4 separate regions of the Mus musculus genome follow, and regions 1, 2 and 3 are each linked to region 4. The links are chromatin contacts, called in public HiChIP or PLAC-seq maps. All regions are on one chromosome and are shown on one strand. Each heading gives the region's core, a stretch centred on a gene start, on an enhancer-like site or on the middle of the called end of the contact. The rest is flanking DNA. Distances are from core to core; before and after follow the strand shown. Region 1 has its middle 41 kb from the start of Cachd1. Region 2 overlaps Cachd1 (cache domain containing 1). Region 3 overlaps Cachd1 (cache domain containing 1). Region 4 holds the start of Cachd1 (cache domain containing 1).

The links. HiChIP or PLAC-seq counts read pairs in DNA pulled down with a chosen protein or histone mark.
Region 1: a contact with region 4 is called in an H3K4me3 HiChIP or PLAC-seq map of embryonic forebrain, with 2.3 times the contacts expected there. The contact joins the enhancer-like site here to the promoter of Cachd1 in region 4. A contact is called at or near these places in 1 of 39 promoter capture datasets (cranial neural crest), 4 of 484 Hi-C or Micro-C datasets (embryonic cerebral cortex, neural progenitor cells, pancreatic cancer cells and 1 more), 5 of 115 datasets of contacts at active chromatin or transcription factors (astrocytes, embryonic forebrain, embryonic midbrain and 1 more) and 3 of 9 other capture datasets (adipose tissue, liver and pancreatic islet).
Region 2: a contact with region 4 is called in an H3K27ac HiChIP or PLAC-seq map of extraembryonic endoderm stem cells. The contact joins the enhancer-like site here to the promoter of Cachd1 in region 4. A contact is called at or near these places in 2 of 39 promoter capture datasets (frontonasal cranial neural crest and maxillary cranial neural crest), 1 of 15 datasets of contacts at CTCF or cohesin (the NIH/3T3 cell line), 10 of 484 Hi-C or Micro-C datasets (astrocytes, cerebral cortex, cortical glia and 6 more), 12 of 115 datasets of contacts at active chromatin or transcription factors (craniofacial prominence, embryonic midbrain, embryonic stem cells and 5 more) and 3 of 9 other capture datasets (adipose tissue, embryonic stem cells and pancreatic islet).
Region 3: an H3K27ac HiChIP or PLAC-seq map of embryonic stem cells shows a contact between it and region 4, with 2.7 times the contacts expected there. The contact joins the enhancer-like site here to the promoter of Cachd1 in region 4. A contact is called at or near these places in 2 of 39 promoter capture datasets (frontonasal cranial neural crest and maxillary cranial neural crest), 5 of 484 Hi-C or Micro-C datasets (cerebral cortex, embryonic stem cells, nephron progenitors and 1 more), 7 of 115 datasets of contacts at active chromatin or transcription factors (embryonic stem cells, epiblast stem cells, intestinal villus epithelium and 1 more) and 2 of 9 other capture datasets (adipose tissue and pancreatic islet).

What each region holds. Positions count from the first base shown.
Region 1 is chr4:100,734,011-100,736,710 of GRCm38.p6, reverse strand. No RefSeq gene overlaps it. Among named protein-coding and RNA genes, the nearest start is that of Cachd1, 41 kb to the left of the region's middle. Within about 2 kb of position 1,435, at least 9 of the 459 cell types and tissues checked have an H3K27ac peak or open chromatin away from gene starts, as enhancers often do. A contact at or near this core is called in embryonic forebrain, where this site is marked.
Region 2 is chr4:100,827,155-100,829,854 of GRCm38.p6, reverse strand. All of the region lies in intron 1 of Cachd1 (cache domain containing 1), which reads right to left. Among named protein-coding and RNA genes, the nearest start is that of Cachd1, 52 kb to the right of the region's middle. Within about 2 kb of position 1,429, at least 38 of the 459 cell types and tissues checked have an H3K27ac peak or open chromatin away from gene starts, as enhancers often do. A contact at or near this core is called in craniofacial prominence, epiblast stem cells, extraembryonic endoderm stem cells and 1 more, where this site is marked.
Region 3 is chr4:100,810,875-100,813,574 of GRCm38.p6, reverse strand. All of the region lies in intron 1 of Cachd1 (cache domain containing 1), which reads right to left. Among named protein-coding and RNA genes, the nearest start is that of Cachd1, 36 kb to the right of the region's middle. Within about 2 kb of position 1,289, at least 34 of the 459 cell types and tissues checked have an H3K27ac peak or open chromatin away from gene starts, as enhancers often do. A contact at or near this core is called in embryonic stem cells, epiblast stem cells, intestinal villus epithelium and 1 more, where this site is marked.
Region 4 is chr4:100,775,405-100,778,104 of GRCm38.p6, reverse strand. It overlaps Cachd1 (cache domain containing 1), which reads right to left and starts at 1,426. Exons shown (of 27, transcript NM_198037.1): 1 at 737-1,426. The coding sequence starts at 976.

The DNA.
Region 1 (2,700 bases), core at 186-2,685, 41 kb after region 4:
GCATTTAAAAAAATCTTTTATTTACTGCACAAATATGTTTAGGTCTATATTGTGCTGGCTCATGTACAAGAAACTGACTGCAGTGAGCCAAATAGATGTGGTTTCTAGTTTTATCAATTGATTAAGAAAAAGGGCCTTAAATAGAGCTAAACAACTAATGTACAGTTATAAGTCACACTTAGTGACATTACATGTGAGAATTCAAAAATACGTTCTCCCATCAGCCCCCAGGGTTCTCATTCATCTCATCTTTTCTGCTTAGAGAATTCAATTTCCGAAAAGCAGGTACGCAGACTGGCATTCGAAAGCACAATAGTGTTCCAGGAGGTAATAGACACCCATTATCCACACAGCTTTTTAATCTTTTCTATATTAATTCTTCTATTTATAGCCACTCTACATAAAATGCAGCTGCCTGTGTATTCCTCGTGCGTGTAAACCATACAACAAAGTCTCGGCTTAATTAAAATACCATAAAGTGGGTGAAAAGCGGCAGCCTAGCGCTCTCCTCCTTTCTTCTCCTATCAATAGGATTAGAAGTTTTCTCCATCCAACTTTGTCTTGAGATCTTTATCCCAGGCATTCTCAGAACCACCGGCTAATGAGAGGTATCAGTGAGTCAGGGGGAGGGAGAAAGGGCTTATTTTCCAATTATGAATGTCCTGATTCATTAACGATGACTCCGACATTTGTTGTTGGACTCAGGTTGTCAGGGACTTGCATCTCAACAATAGTGGCATGTGGATCTCTGCCATCTCTCATCAATCTCGTGTGGAGGTGCCATTAGAAAGACCCAGCAGAAAGCAGAGTTGGAAAGAAAAAAACATGCGTGTCCAGGCCATAATTGTATTAGCTTGTTGAAAAAACTCATTCCCTTTGTTTACCATTGGCAAGTCTTGAAATTCATTAAGACAGGGCTTATCCTGTGAACTTTACAGCAAACTGTAAGACATGGAAAGTGCAGAGGCCAGTGTCAGATCCAAGGTCACAACCTGTCGACAGCCATAGAGCAGCCAATGGCAGTACTAGTTAACATGCCGGTTTTGTAGTAGTTTACATAATAACACTTATGATTAATCTTCACCGTTCTGTGAGCATATTTGGGCTTTTTATGAGGCCTCTTGTCTTTGAGGTATCATAAAAATGTAGTCAAATTCACTAGAAGAATCCAGATTGTGGTTCCTTTTAGCTCTGGCATCGGCCTCTGCAGTCTCGGGTCAACCACAGCCTGAAAAATATTAAGTGCAACACTGCAGAAATAAGCTGTGTGTGGGTTTTCAATGTTGTGCCTTTTACTAGCATGGCGCAGTCTTGGCTGTGGAGCCAGCATACCTGTGCCATGAATCCTCCCTTTGTTTAGTATGTCCATGCTGGACACATTGCTAGCTAGGAGCCATGCCAGTTGTCTCTGCTACTGTGCCACTTTTGTTTGAGGGACCCTGCTCCAGGAGGCTGACACTGTGCCTGCATCCTGCAGCACCTCCCTCCACCTTACCGTGCAGGCAAGAACAGTGATGAAAGAACAATGTGGGTGGTGGTGGGGTAACATTTATTACAGTATATTATTCGTTCAATCTATTGTTAATCTTTACCTATGTATAATTCAGAAATTAAACTTTATTGTAGATACACTTGTATAAGAAAAATATAGCAAATACAGGATCTGATGCTGTCCGCGACGTTGGACATCCTCTGAGTCTTGGAAGAGATCCTCTGGTAATAAAAAAGTCCTACTTTTCTTTGATTAGTCCAGTGTTATTGTTTAGGAATACTGAAAACAAACTCTTTTTTTAAACCTAATATTGGACTTAGGGGAATAATCTAAACCAGGATGGCTCAAACCTTTTTACTTAAAGACAAATAAACTATGGGTTTTTTTTTTAAGATTTATTTTTATGTATGTGAAAGACGGTGTGACTGTGTGTTTGTGCCTATGAAGGCCAGAAGAATGTATCATATGGGGCAATTGTAAGCTGCCTGGTGTAGGTGGTGGGAACTGAACTTTGATCTCTCTGCAAGAGCTACAAGCTCTCTTCATCAAAGCCATCTCTCTAGGCTCAGCTGTTTCCATCTGTGAATCCTTTTCATTTTAGAAATTTTATGTAACCTTAGAGTGTTTGGATGTACAAAATAGACATACAAATAAAACATTTACTCATAATAATTCATGAATGAACTTATCTTAAAACAATTCTGGGTCTCAGAAGATGGCTAGGTTGCTATCTTCGTTAGGGTTACTACTGCTATGGTGAAACAAACGCCATGACAAAATAGCAAGTTGGGGAGTGTCTTAGTTAGGGTTTTACTGCTGTGAACAGACACCATGACCAAGGCAAGTCTTATAAAAACAACATTTAATTGGGGCTGGCTTACAAGTTCAGAGGTTCAGTCCATTATTATCAAGGTGGGAGCATGGCAGTATCCATTCAGGCATGGCGCAGGCAGAGCTGAGAGTTCTACATCTTCATCCAAAGGCTGCTAGTGGAAGACTAACTTCCAGGCAACTAGGGTGAGGATCTTAAGCCCACGCCCACAGTGACACACTGATTTCAACAAGGCCACACTTCCAAATGGTGCCACTCCCTGGCCCAAGAATATACAAATCATCACATTCTACTCCCTGGCCCCCATAGACTTGTTCAAACATATGAGTCTATGGGGGGCCATACTTAAACATAGCATAGTGCAAAATGTATTTAG
Region 2 (2,700 bases), core at 180-2,679, 52 kb before region 4:
TATTTTACGAGCACCCTACCCCACCCGTGGTGTGAATTGGGTGCAGCTCTGATAGCTTTGTCTCCTAAGAGGCTTCAGGTCCAGTTCAGTTGGAAGGTTTCCAATTGCTAAGTGCTATTAAGGATAGCAGAAGTGTCCTCTGGGCCGCCATTGTGTCTATGAGTAAAGCTGTTCCGATAAAGCAGTGACCAGGGCAACTAGAAAAGACAGCGGGGGCTCTACCCAGCACAGAGGTAAAGACCCGGGATCCATTCTATACACACATGTTGAGATATGGACATTAATCAAAATCTGTGTATGTCGATAGCAGAAACAAGTCTCTTGCTTGCTTTAGTTATACCCAGGTGGTAAGGCTATGGGACAGTAGCTAACCCTCACTCAACATCAGATCATTTGACTGCTGTCAAAACTGTCCCCCAAAACCTCTGTGAGTTGTTCGGAACACAAGGAATGAGGTTTACAACAGGTGGTAATAATTACAAGCTATTGGTGACATTAAAAAAAAAAGGAAAGAAATGATCAAAATTATTATATTATTTTATTGTGAAATACACATATATATTATATTATCTTGGTCGTTTCATTAATAATATATTATTATATAAGATTATTACTAGTCTTCGTAAGATTAACCTAGAATATCGGGCTTCAGGTTTGAGGCTGGAATTATGCTAATTTACTATTGTAATTCTGGTTGACTGGAGCTGCTTGGTGGAGCTGACTGATTGATGGTTAACAGGCGGCTAGAAAGAACAGTGTAGTCAGACTTACCCGATAGCTAGGTGGGTGTGTTTTTAAAGTATTGGAATAAAATAATGAGCTCCTCTTGCCGACTCTGCGGAGCCCTCCCTTACAGATAAGGAAAGCAGGGCCTGGAGCAGATGGATAATGTTTGCAAGGTGCTCCATGTGTTTCCAGTTCAGCACTCAGACCTCCTGAGGGGGTTTAACGTGACTCTCCTGCTGCAGACCCTGGCTAAGCCTCAATCAAACGGTTCCAACGTGCCTGAACCTGCTGGCCGCGAGCCAGATTATTTAGCGTCTGGAATTCTCCCACATTTCCATTGCTGAAGGCAGAAAGTTTATCATTCAGGCCCAAGAAGGTATGTCTGCCAGAGATTTCTTAGCAAAAGTCCTTTAAGTCTTTGTTATCAAATGGGTAACAAGGGCCTAATGAGATTTAAAAAACAAAAAGACTCACAGTTCCTGCTAATAAGTAGCCTGTCAACATGAGACTTTTAACTCAGTTAAGTGGTCCCTATCTCAAAAGGGAGATAGACAGGCACTGTGGGGGACACAGAGATGCTCACAGAGCCACAGATAGGCTGGTTGAACTATATGTTAGAAGGCATGGGCTTGTAGGGGAATGCCAAGACAAGCACATGTACTTACTGAAGGCCCTTGCTATCTCTGAGGCCCTTATCTATGACTCTTATCTCTCTCTAGCTCTTAGAGACAATAGGAAGCTAAGAAAGGGTTCCAGCTCCCAGGGAGGCTAGGGACATGAGGATGGCCATGTCCTTGACAAAAGTCTAGACCAAAAAAAAAAAAAAGCCATTCTTTGTCCCGTCTCAAACAAATATGTCTCCAGAATTGTAGTTCCCAACAATCAGAAAACCAGTACTTTGATACCATAATTTCTTTCTTTCCTGTGAGTGGAAAATGTCTCATAGGACTCAATCCATTTTAGAGATTCGAAAACTTGGAAGACTGTACAGATCCACAGGTCAAGCTGGACCTTGTCTGAATGCTCTGCACCGACCCATGTAATGATGCTGGCTCATTCATGACCTGCTCCTAACTTTTCCACTGTCTCCTAATACCATCCTAACTACAGCACAACCTGATAAAGATTTATTTTAAAAGCAGGTATCCAATTAACTCAGTTGAAAAGATAGGACATAAAAACAACAGAACACTGGCAGTCCATCTTGGATGTAGGACTCAGGTTCAGGACCAATGAAATGTCCTGATTTCCCCAAGAGACACATAAAAGTGCATCCCCGCCCTGCCCCTCCCCCCCACCCCGGGGTTGTGTGAGGCTCTCAGTTATCTTGGCAGAAGAAGCTAGGCCAGAGTCAGGGGCTGACAAATGACTACACTTAAGTGCCTCCTCCTGCCCCATAATGAACCCTCCTTCCTGTAAGGAGATACAAACATTGAAAAAACACTGAACCTAACCAACACCTCCCAGGATCTACAAAAGCGCCCTGGCTCAGTCAGGGAAGCCTGCAAGAGATCAAGTCCCGTTCAAAAAGGATGGCAAGCTGTGCCACCACGGGAGTCCACTGTCCTTGTCTCTTAAGATCTAATCAGTTTCTTTGTTTCCCAGGGAATACAACCTGAATAGCCACAGGACTCCTCCGTTCAATCAAAGGCAGGACAGCTCCCCTAGGGTGGGATATACCACCCTCTCCCATCCCCCAAACACAGTGCAAAAAGTTAATAAACGAACAGGAGAAATAAGACCAGCCAGGTAAAGGAGTCATACTATCTAGATGTCTCCTGGCAACGTGAAGCTTCAGGTTGGTTGTCTACCTCATTTGCTCAGGATCTCCCCAGGGCGCCCTCCCAGTTACTCTCACAGTGGCCTCCCAGGCCCTAGTGGTCCTTCCTGGCTTCCTCCTGCTGTGGAGCTATCCCTCTTCATCTTGCCAGGCTGGACCGAGGAACAAACTCCAACTCAAAAACTTCCCTTAGA
Region 3 (2,700 bases), core at 40-2,539, 36 kb before region 4:
TTAAAAGCCTATTTTTGATAGTCTTTTAGAGAACTTAGTATGTCTGTGTATGTGTGATGCAGCCAGCTCACCAGTGCCCCTCTCAGAGGGCAGATAAGGTACCTGTAAGGAGAACAAATGACTGGGCATCAAGGGGACACAGCAGGCAGCTCAGACCTAGAACAACTAAGTAGGATAGGACCTACATGAGGCACAAGCAAAGAGCTGGACTAATGGCTACGTACAGCTCTACTAGTCAGGGCACAGCCTCAGGCAGGAGGTCCTGCAAAAGGAGGGTGGCGTTGGGAGAGGGTGTCTAAAAAGAAATGCTGCTCAGGGAAGCAGAGGCAGTAGGGACCTGTCACAGAGTATAAAGATTCAGGTTTAGCTCACAGACATGAATCTTGGGTACCTAGCCAGGCTACTCAGCCAACCCAGAGGACTCCAGGAGCCACTGTAGCTAGGACAGCTACAGGAAGGGAATCTTCACTCTTCCACTACAGAGCCCCAACAATGCCCAAGCTATTCAGTGAGTCAAACATCCAAACAGTAATATCCATGGCTTTGACAACACTACTTGAATGTCTTCCTCAGTTGAAGATGGTGACTTAAAACCAGATGTTGCTATAAGAAGAAGGAATCTCCGACCCACCCAACTTGGGATCCATGTACAGCACCCCACTGTCAGCATCCACCCCTTTAAACATCTAATTCATGTCACCCATGGGGCAGACACAATGTCAGGAGGCCCCAAATCTCATGCAATTTGCAGTCAGCCCAAAGGTAGGCACAACTAGAAAAGAGAAAATTAGAACCAAGTAATTGGTCCACAGTTACACCTCAGTCAGTCTATATTTTTAGTATTACACTTACCACCTAAATATAGTAGGATTTCAGTGTGAACATCTGCTTCTACTCCTCTGATTGGCAAAAGTAAAAGAAACTAGGCAGGTACTTTGCTATGAAACAATCCTTTAATCCTAGCACTTGGGAGGCAGAGGCAGGCGGATTTCTGAGATCGAGGCCAGTCTAGTCTACAAAGTGAGTTCCAGGACAGCCAAGGCTACACAGAGAAACCCTGTCTTGGGGGGAGGGGGGGAATTGAATCCACCAAATAAATCTAACTGGTGGAAAACTGACAGAGACAGGGTTCTGGCTCATTCACAAGAGGAGTGAGGAATTAGAAAAAAATACACGTCTCTTTAGTTATTTCTTTCAAAGTGTTGTGGCTGAACTCAATGGCCTGTGCGAGCCAGGCAAGCAGCCCACCACTGAGCCCCAGGACACAGAAGATTCATTAGGTCAAACAAAGACTGTCTTCTTCAGGGTTCCAATGTAAGAAAACATGGTTCTTAGGTACGCCATCAGTGGACATGGAGAAGACATTGCCTCCCTTTCAAGGAAAATAGATGTTTTCTCCATTTAAACGTATTTGAAGCTTTTCATATGCATGCCTTTGTGATCAGTAGAGCCAGCATTTCAGTAGGGGGTTGGGGTGGGTGGGAAATTTCTGAAGTGGAAGAGTAGTAGGGCTTGAAGCTCTACAACCAGCGCTTCATTTACAAGAGAAAGGGAAACACAGGAACAGAGGCTCAGTTCCCCCAGCTCTCAGCAACCCCAGCTCTCACAGCCAGCTCGGAGCAGAAATATAAACAAACACTCTAGACGACAACAACCTAGCCAATCTCTTAGCACCTTCAAGAGAGAATCTTAAAACAGGACATCATACTCTGCATAAACAAAGATCATTCTTGAAAAGCTATCACCTGGTATCGAAGCTCTGATTTCCCCCTTTCTTCTTTTTGCTCTTTAACATAAATACATTCCGTGCTTTGACAGATTTTAGAAACTAAGCCCCTCCCCCCCACAAAGGCACCATTCAATTCCAATGTCCTTGGAGTGTTTTATCTGGGGATTAGACAACTATACCAAAACACAGCTGTTCTAGTTTTTTCTCCTTTATTTTTCACATTATATTAAAAAAAAAAAAACCCTCCCACTATCAGCCAGTCCAATTAGTTACTTGGTATCAAAAGGCGGCTTTGGTCTTTCATCTTCAGGAAAAACTGGATCCAAGCGACAGGGTGTCATGGAAACTGTATCTTGGGTCATTTCCTGTTTCAATTGTTTAGCCACAGAAAAAGTTCTGCCCTATCAGATGGAAATTAATGACTACTTGCCTTTGCTTCTGAAGATCATGCAACTAAATGAGAGAGAGAGAGAGAGAGAGAGAGAGAACTCTTTTTGACCAAATTTTCCCACCAATACTAAGAAGTGCAGAGAGAACAGTGCACCCAAAATGGCAAAACACAGACTGATGCAATGAATGAGGTTTTATTCCACTCAATTTCTGTAATCCCATGATCAGCTTGAAGGCTGTCATTGTGTTTGGGAAATACGGCTACGGGATAAGTGGTTTTAATTGTGGTTCTCTTGATTCATGCTCCTCCACTTACAACACATTCTCAAGCTCCCCTAGTATAATTCTGCTTCCAATTTGGCCATTAACAAGAGAGAAATGGCATTTTCCTTTTCAACGTGAACTACTGTCAACATAAGAAAAAAAAATACAATTGGAAGAGAGGCTGTGCTGTACCGATTTCTCAGCAAGCAAAACACCCACAAAGGCACATAGGTGCAGATGGGTACTCAGAGCTTAAAGCCTAAGGAATATGTGTTTAGAAAACAAAGTCCTGCCTAGAATTCAGTAATAATGACCGA
Region 4 (2,700 bases), core at 177-2,676:
CCTAGGGAAGGCCAAAAGACGCAGGGGGAAAAAAATGGAAACCCTATTCACCTTGCCCTTCCCAGCGAAGGCACACACAAACCAGAAATTACACAGCGGACAAGAGGCGACCAATGGCCGCAAGAGCGGAAAGAAAAAGAGTCCCCAGAAGGACTGGAGCGGGGGATCCGCCAGATCAGCCCCTCCCCTCCCCCAAAGCGGCAGGGCAGGGAGAGCGAGCCCCGGTTGCTGGGCCGCCCGGACCCCAACAGTCCTGCGGCCCAGGCGGACAATCTACCTTCGCTCCCTCGCCCACTCGTGCGCCTGGTCTCCAGGACGCTGGGAGGTTTCAAGAGGGTGGAGTGGGGGAGCCTTGGAGAATGCCCCGAGCCGGGCGGGACCGCTGCCTAGGGATGGGAACACAAAGAGGAAAGGGGAGTTTGCAGGAGTGACGAGTGAAAACAAATCTGCGAAGGAAGAGAGTGCAAACTGGGGAAGGAAGCGCGGATAGAGCAGAGAATCCCCAGCCAACAAGAAAGGAGCCGGGGCCGAGAAGAGGGGGAAAGTGGGTGCGGGGCAGAGGCTCTGCAGAAGAGGGCAGCGGCAAATGAGTACACGGGACAGAGAGCACTGGATGTGGTGAAGTCTGCAGGAACCGAGAGGTCCCACAGCCCGCTTGGGCACTCCGTGCAGCGGCCCAGGGCTCTGCGCAGCGGGAGAGCGCTGCAAGTGAGGCGGCGCGAAGGGGGTCGCTTACCTGCATGGTGACCACCCCCAGCTCCTCGGCAGCCAGCCTCCGCATCTGGCTCGCCAGCACTTGCGCCTCGTCCAGGATGGAGAAGTCGGCGTCGGCCACGGCGCCCAAGATCCAGCATGCCACAAGGCAGAGCAGCCAAAGGGGCGGCCGCGGGGCCCCAGGCCAGCCAGGGCAGCGAGGACAGCGGCGGACCACAGCGGCCGGCCTTACGGTCTCCTCTTCCTCCGGCTCGCGGGCCATGCCGCCTCCGGCCACTCCCGCCGACGGGATTCGGGCGCTGGCCGCGGGAGGCGCAGCCCGCCAAACTTTCCTCGTCTCCTGCGCTCTCGGCTCCACGGCGCGGCGGCTGTAGCTGGAAAACTTAGGGGGCGCCCGGCTGCAGCGCGGGCGCGCGGGCGGCCACCATCGCCCGGCGGCAGCGGCTCGAAGACCGCGGCGCCCGCAGGCCGGGCGGGCGGCTGAGAGCACCGGCGGAGCGGCGCCGCCTTCGCTTTCCCGAGTCCCGGCGCAGCCCGGAGACGGCGGCGGCGCCACCAGTGTAGGCGCGGCGAGGCGACCGGGGCGGTCTCCCGGCGAGGAGGGAGAGGGAGGTTTAAAAGACCGAAGTGAGAGAAGAGAAAGGAAAGAAAGCGGCGGGGAAAAGGGAGGTGTCTGGTGCCACCACGCTGCGCTCCGGCTCCGTACACTTCCCGGCTCCGCCGCTGCCGCTGCAGCGGTGATTTATGGAAAGAGGAGGGAGGCGGGGAAAGTCCCGCGCTCGCCCCTCCTCTCCCTCCTTGCACGGGGCGACGCCCTGGGACGCTGGGGGCCCGGGATACTGGGGGACCTCGCTTGCACAGGACCCTTCTGGCCTGAGAAGGGGATCATTTGAGACCTTCCCATAGCTGGCCACGCGACCGCCCCCACCCCCTGACTCGGCCCGTGCAGGAGATCTCGGGTCCCAAGTGTTACAGGTTCCACCCACCCACCACCCAAAGTCCCTTTTAAGTTCGAGAACTCGGGCTTTCTGCCTGACCCAGACCTAGGAAGGGAGCAACTGTCTTTAGAGCTTTAACTCCCTTTCCTCATTTTTTATTAGTAACAATAGCTCGCCCTCGTGGGCACAGCGGACTTGGTTTGTAACCAGCTATCATGTGGCCAGCACAATACTCTGAGGTCTACATTCAGTGTGTGTGACTCATTATCCTTTAATCCCAGGACGAGGCTAAGAGGTTGTATCTTGATCCTGAATTTTCAGGTAACAAACTCCGAGCCTTAGGGAGTTGCAACAAATAGCTGAAGGTCACCCAGGGATAAGCTACTGACCCAGAGTTTAAGCACAAGTATTACTTTCAGGCCTGTGCTCTGACCTTCCACTGGATGTTTCTCTCTCTCTCTCTCTCTCTCTCTCTCTCTCTCTCTCTCTCTCTCTCTCCTCCCTCCCTCCTTCCCTCCCTCCCTCCCTCCCTCCTGCCCTCTCTCTTTGTGTTTGTGTGTATAAATCCATCTGACTCCATTACAGGCAAAAATAACAAATAAAAAATAAAAACGAAAACAAAGCTGAAGTTGAGCTCATAGCATCCTCCTGCTTTCATAAGCATGGCAGGTATGGCTCCTGAGTACTGGATCAGGCTCTCTGAGAGCCACCATAGAGAAACAAGTGTGTGCTGCAGGGCGAGTGTCCCTGTATAAAGCATTCATTCACTTTCCTATAGACTATGAATGTGCTGCTTCAAGAGTCCTAGAAACTACAGCTATGGGTAGGCAAATGTGAGGGGAGGGGGTAACTGAGAATGCCCCCCACCATACTCTTATGTTTGAGTACTTGGTCCCCAATTTGGGGCTGTTTGGGAACAATTAGAAGGTGTGGTCATTTTGGAGGAGTGTGCCACTAGGGATGGTCTTTGAGGTTTAAAAAAAACATTCTGGAGAGATGGCTTAGCGGTTAAGACCACTGACTGTTCTTCCGAAGGTTCAGAGTTCAA